Regions from separate parts of the Ovis aries genome. Here region 1 is linked to region 2. Evidence: chromatin contacts called from public Hi-C data. All regions are on one chromosome and are shown on one strand. The core of a region is the stretch at or near the end of the contact, and the rest is flanking DNA. Distances in the headings are between cores, read along the strand shown.

Region 1 (6,301 bases), core at 2,956-5,455, 170 kb before region 2:
TAAGATTGAAGTTGCATATAGTTTTCTGTGTGTTGTGTGCTAAGTCACTTCAGTTGTGTCCAACTCTTTGCAACCCTTTGGACTGGAGCCCCTCCGGCTCGTCTGTCCATGGGGATTCTCCAGGCAAAGATACAGGAGTGGGTTACCATGGCCTCCTCCAGGGCATCTTCCCAACCTAGGGATTGAACCCAAGTCTTTTACGTCTTCGGCATTGGCAGGCAGGTTCTTTACCACTGGAGCCAACTGGAAAGCCCTACGGACCATTTTTATATCTTTTCTTGGTGAATTATCGGGTTGTGGCTTTTGCCTGTTATCTGTAAAATTTTTGTAATTTTTTTTTTTCTCTCAATTTTTAAAGAAGTTCATTTTATTTGAGCTCTGTGATCCATTTGCAGATATTTTGTAATTTTTCATTTGTCTCTTCTGGTGTTTCTGGCCACACAAAATTTTGGTTTTATTTAGTTGTAAAAGAAGATTTATAATCTTTTATTGCAGCTTGAGTTTGAGTCACAGAAAGCTCTCCTCTTCACCCAAGTTGAGAAATTCACTCAGAAACATTTTACTAAGCAAGTGTTTACTTACTTCTTTATTTAACCCTAATGAAATAACTGCCTAATTTTTGTGGGAGGCTGGGGAACAGGACAATAATGGTAACTAGTAAAAATAGCAATTGGCTTAGAACAAGCTATAAATCTAATGGAAGATGATCAGAAGTCTACTCTAGACTTCATAATTATGATAAGTTCTCATAGTGGGGATTGGGTAGATGCTTTTGTCCCTTGATGTAATGATCATTAATAGCAAGATTGTATTTAAAAGTGCATACCTGTTGGTGGTGATTGAAGTTTAGTGATGCTAAAGCACTGGAGTCAGGTTCAGTACCCTTTCCACATTGCTAGCGTTGGAAAGTTGGAGCACTCAGATTTTGTTCTGCATGTTCAGTGTATTGAAAGCGTACATGTAAATGCTCATGGGCATATACCACATGTAGCTAGACTTCAGCTGCTTAGTTTATGTTACATTCATGCATGCATCTGCAATTAAATACAATACAAAACTTCTAGAAGCTAGAATTACAATAGCCTGAGCGCTTGAGAACCTGAAAGGAAGTAAAACCTAGAAGTGAGTTTGAATGAAGCCAAAATGGGTACAGCTTAGCTCCTGAGTTTTACTAAAAAGCTCCTCCGACCCTCACTTAGATTGTACTCTTAATACTTTTACTCCATATGCACTTATTTTAGGTTTGATTATCTGGTATCATGACCAACAGCATATTTAAGGAAGAAAGACAGGACTGCTATTAGAAGCAAGCACATCAGTCTAACCAAAAATAATAGCTGGCGGCCTCAAAGCAGAGGAACAAAAGGGAAAACTACAAAAGGCAAATGGAAAAATTCAAAAGCTAGAAGTGGAGTCATGGTGGAATATAGTTTATTATAGTAGACAACCACCTCTAAGTGGCTCCATGGAAGTACTATTACAGCACAGCCCAAATACCGCTCCTTTGTTATGTGAACTAGTCGTTACTGAAAGACTTAATTACATTTGCAAGAAAATGTGTTATGTACTTTAGGAGTATTGTCATCAAAATGATATAAATATTTTATATATAGTTTGTTATCTGTTTATAGTAGTAATAGCAAGCATTCAGCCCTGCAGTTTACATGTTGGATTTTATTTAATTCTCCCAGCAACCACCTGAGGCTAATGTAAATAAAAGCAACTCTTGAGGTAATGTTTTCCTAATCTGAAACCCCTAATGAATACCTGTTGTGTCTTCCTAGATCTGAGTTCTATAAGCACATTGTGCTTTCTGGAGGGTCTACTATGTACCCCGGTCTGCCATCCCGGTTGGAACGAGAGCTTAAACAGCTTTACTTAGAACGAGTATTGAAGGGTGATGTGGAAAAACTTTCTGTAAGTATCTGTCAGTACTCCAACTGTTAGCATACTGTTAAAACCCTGTAAAATAGCTTGTGAATCTTGACAACCACCAGAGGGAGCAAGAAGTCTTCGTAAACAAATGTCTACTGCAGTCCAGCGCAGCCTTGAAAAGTAGGAAGAAGTACGTGGTTCGAGACGAGCTTTGTCTCAGCAGTCCTAGTGCCAGCTCACCTTTCTACTCAGTGAACTGAGGCAGTGGGTCCAGGGACACATTTTGGTTCATCTGTGACAAATGCCTGGAACCAGGGTGCCTGTATCTGGGTGGGAAGAACCTGCTGTACTGTGGAGAAAGGTTGTTGGGTTTTTTTTAAATGTGATCAACATTCGGTGCTACTCTTGGACTGTTTCGTATTTCTGATATAAAATTATTTTCTGGCTGTTTTTTGCATATGTCTTTTATCTCCCCAATCAGATAGTCTCCAGTTCTTTTGCATCCGTGTCAACAATCATAGCTCTTAAAGCAGACTTTAAATGAGTTGTTGATACATAGAGTGGAAAAAAATTTTTAAACCAGGGTGTAACAGTTGATGGTTATTTGACATTGATTTTTCTCTACAAACCCTGGACTGTGTGAAGTACACTATCTGTACATACTACATGCTCAACTAGGAGTCGTCTAAGTTAATCTCTGAGGTTCATATGTACACCCGTGGTGGATTCATGTCAATGTAAGGCAAAACTACTACAATATTATAAAGTAATTAGCCTCCAGTTAAAATAAGTAAATGTAAATTAAAAAAAAGAAAAGCAGCATAAAATAAAACATTTTAATTTTGTTTAAAAAAAATCTCTGCAGTTCATCTTGCCAACTTTGATCAGTTGTTTTAGATAATGAGATTACATCATACAGAGGGCTTTATATTTGGAGACACACTATATTACATCTTTCATTTGTAACTCAAATTATTGAAATTAAATTCTATATGGACTCATATATTAAACAGATTAAAAGACTTAAAGGAGGCATGTTGTCGAAGTACTTCACTCATCTGTGTGGTTTTATTGAGTTATACATATAATTTAAAGTCAGTCTTAGATGATTATTTAGCAAATACTTCTTGAACTCCTTCTATCTGCCAAACACTTGTCTAGGCAAAACAGTGGTGAACAAAACTAAAAATATCTGCTTTTAGTCTGTAAATAATACTTTGGGTAGCAATAAGCACTATGAGGAAAAGTCAGGTTAGAGGCTTGAAAGTGGTAGTGATTTGGGGAGATGGTGTGTCAGAGAAGGGGCCCAATGAGATAACTTTTGAACAAAGGCTGAAGGGAATGAGGAGCCTGACTCTGGGGAGAAGAATCTTCCAGGCAGTGGTAACAGTCCTGAGTTATGGGGAGTGTGTAGGAATGGCTGGACAGAGTAAGCAAGGGAGGGGACTAGGAGGTGAGTGCAGAAAGGCAGTCAGGGGACTTCCCTGGCGATCCAGTAGTTAAGACTTCACACTTGCACTGCAGAGGGTATGGGTTCTATCCCTGGTGGGGAACTAATCCCACATGCCACATGGTAGACCCCAAAAAGAGGAAGGTAGTCAGGACGCAAGTCTTGTTCAGCCATGGTAAAGATTTTGGCTTTCCTTCTATTGAGATAGAAAGTCTTGGGAGGATCTTGAGCAGAGAAAGTAGTATCTGATTTGTTTAAAGGATCATTAAGTCTGATGAGGTGAGTACATGCTTGAGGAAAGGGAGGAAGAAATGTGACCGTCACAGTATGGGTTAGGAGGCTCTCAGAGGAGGGAGGAAGCTGGTAGATGTTTGTGAAATAAATGAGGAGGTGTGAAGTGGTGTCTTAGAGGGTGGAAGAGAGAAGAGAAATGTCGTGGGGTTGCTGAGCATCTCTGAGGGGCTCAGTTGAGGTAAAGTTTAAAGTGGATGTTGAGTTTTTCTCATCCTGCGCTCAGTTGCTTGGGGGCAGGGGCAGAAGAAAGAGTTGATCAGCTGAAATGGGAGTCTGCCAAGCAAGGCAGAGACGGGCAGGGTCACTGAGGATGGTGTCAGGACGTGGTGGAGAGAGTACTCACATGTGCCACCGAGCAGGTCTGAGGAGAAATCCTCCTCATGGGGCTCTGTAGACACCATGGACCCAGAGAGTGGTGGCTGGAATGGCCCAGAAGGGCGAGTTTCTGAGGGTCTCTGGAATGTCAGTAGTGAGAAACAGCAGCCCGTTGCAAAAGCTGCAGGGGCAGCGGTGTCCTCAAGGGCTAGCCAGGTTTCCCCAGGAGCAGGGTGGCCAGAACACAGCCCCAGGCCAGACCTGGCTGTTTGATAAAGGAAGCTTTTGGGAACGTGGCCAAGCGGACTCTTGTCGCCTAGTGTGCCACCTGTTGTCACACAGTCTCTGGCTGCCTTTAGCTGTTGCCACAGTAGACCCCGCAGAGCTTCGAGTATTTTCCCTCTGATCCCTGTAGAAGAAGTTTGCTGGCCCCTGCCTAGGAGTAAAAAAGTAACTAGAGCAGTTAGAACAATAGGTTAGCCTCAGAATTAATCAGTAAACAGGTGTTTTTCTATGTCATATATTATGATAGATCGTACAGTTCACGTATGTGACATAAAGACAGTTAAGATGACATAGTTATTTCGAGTTTTTTTGAACGATTTGTGACTTTGTAAATAAAACTGCTACTTCATTTTAAGGTTTCTCTTTCATGTGTTGACTTACCATACAGAAGGAGGTCTCTCCTTGTTAGACAGCTGAGAGTGGCTACAGAGTGCAAAGCTTTTCCCGCTTGTCTTTAATTTTGTTTACTGTGTTCATTTTTTCCAACATCATAATTTATCTTGACCATATTTGGCCTTGTTTATTCGAACATTCGTTTGAATTTGAGACAATAGAAAGTGAGCTTTGCTTATAAGAACTTAAATCTTACTTTGTTGCCTGGGACTACAATCATAAGGGCATGAGACCTTGAAGAAAGTACAAGTCTTCTTATCCCAACTCTTCACTTGATAGCTGGCTGGATGATCTGCCGGTCAGTGAGACACCTGTCACAGGCAGTGCTCCAGTACTTGGGCTTTTAGTAGGGTGACCGTGGAATTCATTGTTCATATCAGGATGGTTTTGAGAGTGATGAGGGGTGCAGTTAACGATGGGGCCACAGGTGTAAGCAGGGAGTGTTCTAAACACACTGGGATGGATTTGCGATCTCCTGACTGTGAGTTGGGTCTCTCCTACACATGTATACATCATAGGACCTTTATGAGAATTTAAGAAAAAGTCATTTTCTTAAGATAGAAAACACCATGCACGTGTGACATTTTTCTGTCTCCTCTTTCGTTAGAAATTCAAGATCCGCATTGAAGACCCGCCCCGCAGGAAGCACATGGTTTTCCTAGGAGGTGCAGTTCTAGCAGACATCATGAAGGACAAAGACAACTTCTGGATGACCCGACAGGAATACCAAGAAAAGGGTGTTCGTGTGCTGGAGAAACTCGGGGTGACGGTTCGATAAACTGTGAAGCTGGTTCCCATCACGCCCTAATGTGCTTTCTTTTTTTCCATTACTGCCAGTCTTTGAACTCATTCAGCTCCAGGACCTGGAAGAGGCCTGTCTGTCTGTGCCCTCTGACTGGAAAGGTCAGGTTTTATTCTGGTGTCTTGTGGAAGCTGTGTTAAATTTGGGTTAGTGTGGGTGACTCTGACTGTTTAATTCTGCCACTTCCCTGCGAACACAGGAGAGGGCAAGGGTCCTCTCTCTGCTGCTTTGTTTCCTCGGTAGGCATTTAGATCATTCCTGTAGGCTTCCTATTTTCACTTTACTGCTCTAATGCTGCTAGTTTTAGTCTTTAGCACACTAGGTGGTATGCCTTTATTAGCATAAGAAAAAAACTTCAACAGGAGCTTTTACATATTACTGGGGTGGGGGTGGTCAGGACTGGGTGGGCGGCTGCGGAACCCTCTGTGGAGTTTCCTCTGTAGTGTGGTGCTTTCTACAGTTACTGCTGCAGCTTTAAGTACCTTAAAGCTTCTGGTATTAACATTTTAGGGAAATGGTAGGCTCAGAACTAAACTGTTTGGGTGGGTTTTTGTGTGGAGGACAGGGGTAGTCTTTTGATATTCATTTTTTGATTTTTGAGCTTTTCTGCTCTAGGGTACGGGAGATGAACTTTATTTACAATACTTTGATTTGGCGGGTTTTCTTCTACTTTTGGTCTGCCTGGAACTGTTTCTATCTGATGTAAAAAGCAGGTGTAGTGTCCCGTTATTATGTGGTTTGGGGATTTTTTATTTGTTTTTTAAAATTAACCATGTCAGCTGGGATTAGACTCCCTAGAATCTATCAGTGGAAAAGTAACATTGAAAAAATGCTTTTGGAAATTCAAATTTCAGACAAAAAGTGCTTAAGAGCTGGTATTTTTTCTA
Region 2 (6,425 bases), core at 1,532-4,031:
GGGTTTTAAGATGCCCGAGAGGAGGGAGGAGGTGGCAGCGGGGGACTCGCACACATCTGGCCTCGGGTTGGTTCCCTCCCTCTTCCCAAACCCCTGGATTAAAAATCGGAGGGAAGAGGAGGAGGGGGAAGACAGGGAGCTCTGGGGGAGGCTGGAGTGTTGCTGGCCCTCGGAAGAACAACTAACCCCGCCTTGGGTCGGGAGGGTGGAAGCGGAACAGGTGCATTTGCCAAGATTCTGAACGGCAGAGGCTTTTCAGTTTCACCTGAATCTCAGGATCTCTTTTCTTGGTAGGGGCTTGGGCGTTTTTAAGGAATCATTATTTGTACATTGAAAAAAAAAAAAAATCCAACAAGCCAGGAGCGTTTGCATTCCAGTAGAAACGAAGGACTTTCCCAGGTTAAAATGCAAACCCAAATATGTTTCTAAATTACTAGGTAAATCTCGGGTTGGTGGAGGATGGTCCTTGTCCTAGGCCCTTGAATGCCAGTTTCTGGCCCAGAGGTTGCCAGCCCCATGGGCTTTGGCACAGTGAGGTGGGGACCCCTGCTCCCGCTCTATCTCCCCTTTGTTTTTAAATTATTTTCCTAACCTGGCCTGGGACCGTGCGCCAGGATAGGCCCGTACTTTTTAACACAGCACTGTCTAAGCAAAGGGCAAGCAACCTGTGCCAGGATCTTTGCTTGGCTTGATGCTCTGCTGTTGCAGTTTTGAAATTCTTTATGGTGTTTAAACTAGGGGCTTCACATTGCTACTTTGCAGGGGTCCCAGAAATTCCATAGCCAGTGAATATTTCCTTCTGGGGTCTTGCTAGGGAGCAAGAGATATAGTCTCTGTTCCTTCCTGCTCTCCAAGCACTTTTATATTCTCCTGAATGTCCCAAGACACTACACAAAAATTTTTAACTTAATGGCAATCACTGAACCAATTTAGAGAAGACTAAATATATGCCTCAAATATTGCATAGGTAAAGGGTATATGTATGCATTTGGAGAGTCACAGTACTCTGAAGAAAGTTAAGAGTTTTCACCTTGAGTCAAGGGAAAACTAGTGGTTTACCCTAGGCTTTGTGTTTAATCTTAACCATGATCTTTGTGGACACAGATTGGGGTTAAACCCAAGCAACCACTCCATGCTAAGTGCTGGTATGTGGTGGTAAAAAGGGCACTAGACAGGGGAGGAACACCTAGGTTCTGGTTTCTTCCTAGCAGCCCCGAGACCCTGAGTGAGGCTTTTAGCAATTCTTCAGTTTCTTTATAAAATAAGGATACCAAGGCCACACTTGTCTTTCTCAGTCTTTGAGACCACTGAGGGTCTATGAGAAAGCACTGAACAAAGCAAGACCTCAGTGGCATCTAAATCCCCATGAGGTGAAGGCATCTACTCAGTTCTCACCTTTGCCCATTTGTTGCTTTTCTCAGCAATGTTTGAAAGAAGTCCTATTCAGTCATTCCTGAACTTCCAGGAATGTGGACATTTGTCTTGTCAGAAATATCCACCCAATGGGCGTCACCCTCTAGTTCAGAGTACTCAAATGGCAAGGTTACAGGTGAGATGATTATTTTCTGCAGGTAGGCAAGCTAAATCTGTGTCATTACAGCTCATTCATCCATCTCCCTTCTAATAACAGTGAATGACTGGCCCAACCCAGGAGCAAAAGAAAACATTCCAAGGTCCAAGAGTCACCAAGTCCCAACTTGGATGTTCTGCTGCCAAACTCCAGCAGGTCCTTAAGTTCTCTGAGCCTCACACTATCCTGTAGTAACAAGGTAATATCCACAACATAGAGTTGTTGGAGGATTAAATGGCTATAAAATGAAGGCACTGTGTTAAGCACACTGCAAATACGAGATTAACGGCAACACTTTCTTCCCTTTAGCCAGTGGATTATCAAATGCTCTCCCTTTCACTCCTGGTCCTTTATGTTCCTCTAAAGAAAACCTTCCAATTTTTGCCTTGTTCATTACGCAAAAGGAATCTTTTTGATGAAAATGTCCCAAGCAGGTCACCCCTCCCGCATCAATCGCTAACTATGACTGGCAGCTCCGAGAATAAATGGCGGTATTGAGTGAATAACTCAGATGTTTATTGATCAGAATACCAGGGTGTTATCAAAGCCTTCTGGATAGTTACCAGAATTGGGGATATCACGGATTCAGGGTTTTAATGACATTGCTGAAAAGAGCTAAATACCCCCATCCGTGTCTCGCCCCAACAAACAGCAAAACAAGGGGCAGGCAAGCCAAGGGTGTCTCGTACAGTGTGTCAAAAGTAATGTCGATCTGCTCACAACTTCAGGGTAACCCAGCGGAGTCTCCCGTAGGACCCCCACCTACTCGCCTCCGAACCCGAGTCCGGGGCAAGGGGGCACCCCCTCCCGAATCCTCCCGGCTGGCCGCCGGTAAAGCCCGGAACCCAAGCGACCCTCGGCGGGCTCGGGACGGGCATGCTCAGTAGACCCGCAGTGCTAGTTTCAATCGGACGTCCTCGGCTCCCGCCCCGCACGGGCGCGGGGGAAGCGGACATTTTCTCCTCCACAATCCGCTCTCTCTTGTCCTTCGCCCCCTTTCTGCGTCCTCCCACTTTTCGCCCGTCGGGGTCCGACTGGGCGCTGGTGTAAATCTCTCGGGAGTGGGCTGGTGATAGTGACTCTCCTCGCCCTCCCCCAGGGTTAGGGGGGTTGCAGGGTAGGGGGTGGTTGGGGGAGGACTCCACTGTGCCCTAAGGTGGTTTGCGCCGCGCGACCGCGGCCCTCAGGAGCCCCCCCACTGCCGCAGCGCCCCCCCGCTCCCCGCCCCGCGAGGCGTGCGCAGCTGCGCCCCGCCTGTCCTCATCTCACCCTCATCCTGCCCCTTCGGTATTTCTCAATGACCGGCGCTCGGAGGGCACTTCCGACCCGGGAGGGAGCGGGTATCATTAGCGCCAGCTTTATCAGTTCCTTCCGGTCTGCCAGGAGCCCAGCCTTGCGCGCAGCTTGGCCGCGCCCAGGGCTCTCGGGTGCCTTAATTTTTTTGTTTAAACAAGCAGTCGTGTGTGCCGGGGTGTGCCAAACGAATGTGCAGCCCGGCTGCTCCGCCCTCCCCCGCACCAGACCCGCCGGCCGGAATGGAAACCCAAGCTCTCTCGAAAAGAAGGGGATGATGCAAACTTAGAAACTGACCCGGCGTCCGGGAACGATGCCCCTGCGGGGCGCGGTGTCCCAGTCCCGGCATGAATGGCTGGAGCCCGATTGCATAATCGGCGCGGTATAAATAGCCGACGGGCGGGCCGCTGACGAGCTCGCTGGTCCCGTTATCATGACTACTTCATCCCCGATGCATTCACTCCCGGGTCATTTTCCCTTTCAGCTGCAAGGCTGGGATTTTAAATAGCAGAGATGAAAGGCTCTCATTCCTGCTTCCCTGCTCCCTTGAGTTCATGTATTATGAATGAAACCTCGCTGCTTCCTGATGGCTCACTTCAGGTAGGGGAGAGACTAAGTCAAGGCAGCGGTCCACCGAACCTCGTGTGTGTGTGTGTGTGTGTGTGTGTGTGTGTGTGTGTGTGTGTGTGTGTAGGAGAGAGACTCAGAGTCAAGGCAGCGGTCCACCGAGCCTCGGGTGTATGTGTGTTCTGTCCCGGAGGGAGAGAAAGCAAGAAGAAATGATTGACAGGGCTGGGCCACCGTCTCATCGAGAAAACGTAACCGCTGATGGTTTGCCTCTGGAGTTTCAGTTTACAACTCTCCAGCCTCATTGTAAGGTAGATTATGCAAAGGGTCTTTTCGGCCGTGGCTGCTCACTCGCCTTCGGCCTCAGAGAAGTGCTGCTTCAGTCAGAGGAGCTGGTTCCCTTTCTCGGAGGCAGCAGACATCCCTGACTGTAAAAGCCCTGGGGACCCCTGAGGTCTGGAAGAATAGCAGTGCCACGGGTCAGTTTAGTCACTCTCTTGTTTCTTAGAAGCTTCTGCTATGTCCAAAGATGAAGTACAAAAACTTATTCCTCCCAACTGTATTTCACAAATACATGGTTGTTTTAAAAATGATAGTGTGCAGAGGGTTTTTGTTTTTTTTTTCTTTTTAATCTTTTCTCTTCAACACCAAGTTTCGACTTATTTTCTCAAAATAAATGACTGGTTCTTCACCAATGCGTTTCTGGTAAGTGAAAGGCAGTGGCCTGGTCATTATTTTTCAAACCAGAGGCTCATTGCTCCAACCTGGGTTTAAACTGCCAGGTCCTTTGTGACGCTTTGGGATTACAGGGGACCATGAACCCAGGGTCCTGCCTTCCAGGGTTTTCTGTCGGGTGAGGCAACAGTCTATACAGAAAACATTAGGGCAATGGCTAATGCCTCTAAAACATGAGGTAAGCAGGAGAGAAAGCAGAGGTCAGGGAAAGGAAGGCTCCCCAGGAGAAGGGGTGTCTTAGCCACATCCTGAAGGAAGGTGAGCTGGTGTAGATAACTGACAACCCAGTGAACCTAGAAGCCCCAAGGTGTGACAGGGTGGGGAGCCAGGGCAACAGGCTGAGAAGGGTGGGTCTGGGAGGCAACAGAGGTCATGCTAAAGGAGGCTAGACGATCATGAAGTCTTGGAATCTTTTGTAGCAGGTTCACAGCTGAGCTTTGTCCAGTCCCAGCTCTTTGCAGTGGGCCCTTGGTTGCACAAACATAGAGTCATTGGGCATCCATTGTCTGGGGGTTTGGAAACTGATAGCCCCACGATCAGATAAGGCTCCAGATAAATTCTGTTTATGCATACCTTAAAAAAAAAACAAACCAGAGTCTAACAGTTTAAAATCAGACCATTTCACATAAAAATCAAGATTTTTGGCTCCTCTTAAAAAATACTCCAAAGATGCAGGAACTGTGAGTGCCAAATTCTTGTTTGGTAACAGTTGACTCTTGGTGAATGGTGGCTGGCCTGTCTGTCAGGCTTCTGGCTCCCCTAGGCATTTGAGTTTTTTACTCTGACATAAAAGAATCCTTTATGACTGCATCAAGGCCCCACTCTGAGACCCAAAGTAGGCCGAGCTTGGCAATAAGTACACAGCGATTTACATGAGGATCTCCTGGCCTCTCGGAAGGGAAGATACCAATCTTCAATCTCCTACTCCAAGACTATTATAAATTAGGCCAAATAATAAAATGGATTAGAGTGAGCTCAGTCAGAGCCCAGTGGCAGGGAGGCAATGAGGCCTCTAAAACAACAACGCTTATCCCCAGCCCAGGCTCTGTTTCTGGGGAACTCAACCCAAGATCTCTGCCAACAGGGCAGCTGAGGTTCAAGTGATATACTGGAAAACTCCCCAAATGGAATAATGTTTGTACCCCAAACTTATGGAGCAGCATATATAAGTTACATAAGACATTTTAAGCAGGGAATGCTAGACTCAGATTAACACTTTTAATAGATTACTCCAAGCATGGAGAATGGTTTGCAGGAAGCAAAGGATGGTTAGGGAGAAATTTTCTTCTTCCATGACAGAAATAATAATTCATGACAAAACACAGTGGCATTGGCCATGGAGATGGAAAATAATTCCAAAGACACAAGTGGGGTGGAAATGAGTTGGCTTTCTGACCTATTAGATATGGAGACTAATGGAAAGGTCTGGGATAACTTCCAAGTTATTGACTTGGGAAATTGGATGTATCTTAGTGTCTTTAACATGATTGGGATAAAAGGAGAAGGGCTTGGTCACCAACAGACAGCTATTACCATTCAACTCTGAGATCAACTAAGTATGTCGGGGATTGAGGGATATAAAGGGAAGCTAGAAAATAGGAAAGCAGAACCTCGACATAAAAATAGAGGGACAGTTCCCCGAGGACATCATTTGAGCAACTGGAGTCAACCTTGCCTCAAACTTGAGGATGATCTGGACTTTTTAGATCAAGCTGGGCTTCTGTCACTTCCAGCCAAAATAATTCTAACTACCAAAATAGAAAGCTATATTTAGGAGAGTGAAAACGATTGAGAGGAACTAAGGAATGGAACATAAGGGAATTTTAGAATGTATGTTTGCAATTTAACATAGGGACATCTGGGGTCAGTGCCAGGGAGTTTCACAGAGATTCTGATTTAATAGAACATACTTCTCTCAGGAAGTTAGTCAACATTTTATGACTTGTACCAGCCTCTCTTTTTGGCCTCAGCTTCCCATTGTCACCACCCTATTTCCCATCTCCAGTTCCCTTCTCATTTTTAAACTTATGCCTCATTTTTCTGCCTTTATTCCTCAGTCCCTTTCTTCTGTAAAGCTCAAAACTGAGAAAGGATGTTTCATAATATAAAAGAACATAATCTTGTAGAATTGGAAGAAAATGAAAGATCATATGTTTGTAGCAACTGTGGCTCCAATAAACCAAACATTCTACCCAAGCTTTTTGGAATGGGTAAAAGGAAAAGAAGAAAACAAAATTCAGTAAGATATGGTCCCCTTATC

Evidence for each region. Hi-C and Micro-C count contacts between places; a contact is called where the count stands out from the background.
Region 1: a contact with region 2 is called in a Hi-C map of liver, with 3 times the contacts expected there. The contact joins two enhancer-like sites. A contact is called at or near these places in 4 of 16 Hi-C or Micro-C datasets (hypothalamus, liver, skin fibroblasts and 1 more).

The regions. Positions count from the first base shown.
Region 1 is chr3:43,088,750-43,095,050 of ARS-UI_Ramb_v3.0, reverse strand. It overlaps ACTR2 (actin related protein 2), which reads left to right. Exons shown (of 9, transcript XM_015094304.4): 8 at 1,785-1,917; 9 at 5,220-6,301. The coding sequence ends at 5,390. Among named protein-coding and RNA genes, the nearest start is that of ACTR2, 35 kb to the left of the region's middle. Within about 2 kb of position 4,205, at least 3 of the 54 cell types and tissues checked have an H3K27ac peak or open chromatin away from gene starts, as enhancers often do. A contact at or near this core is called in liver, where this site is marked.
Region 2 is chr3:42,917,162-42,923,586 of ARS-UI_Ramb_v3.0, reverse strand. No RefSeq gene overlaps it. Among named protein-coding and RNA genes, the nearest start is that of SPRED2, 3.5 kb to the left of the region's middle. Within about 2 kb of position 2,781, at least 39 of the 54 cell types and tissues checked have an H3K27ac peak or open chromatin away from gene starts, as enhancers often do. A contact at or near this core is called in liver, where this site is marked.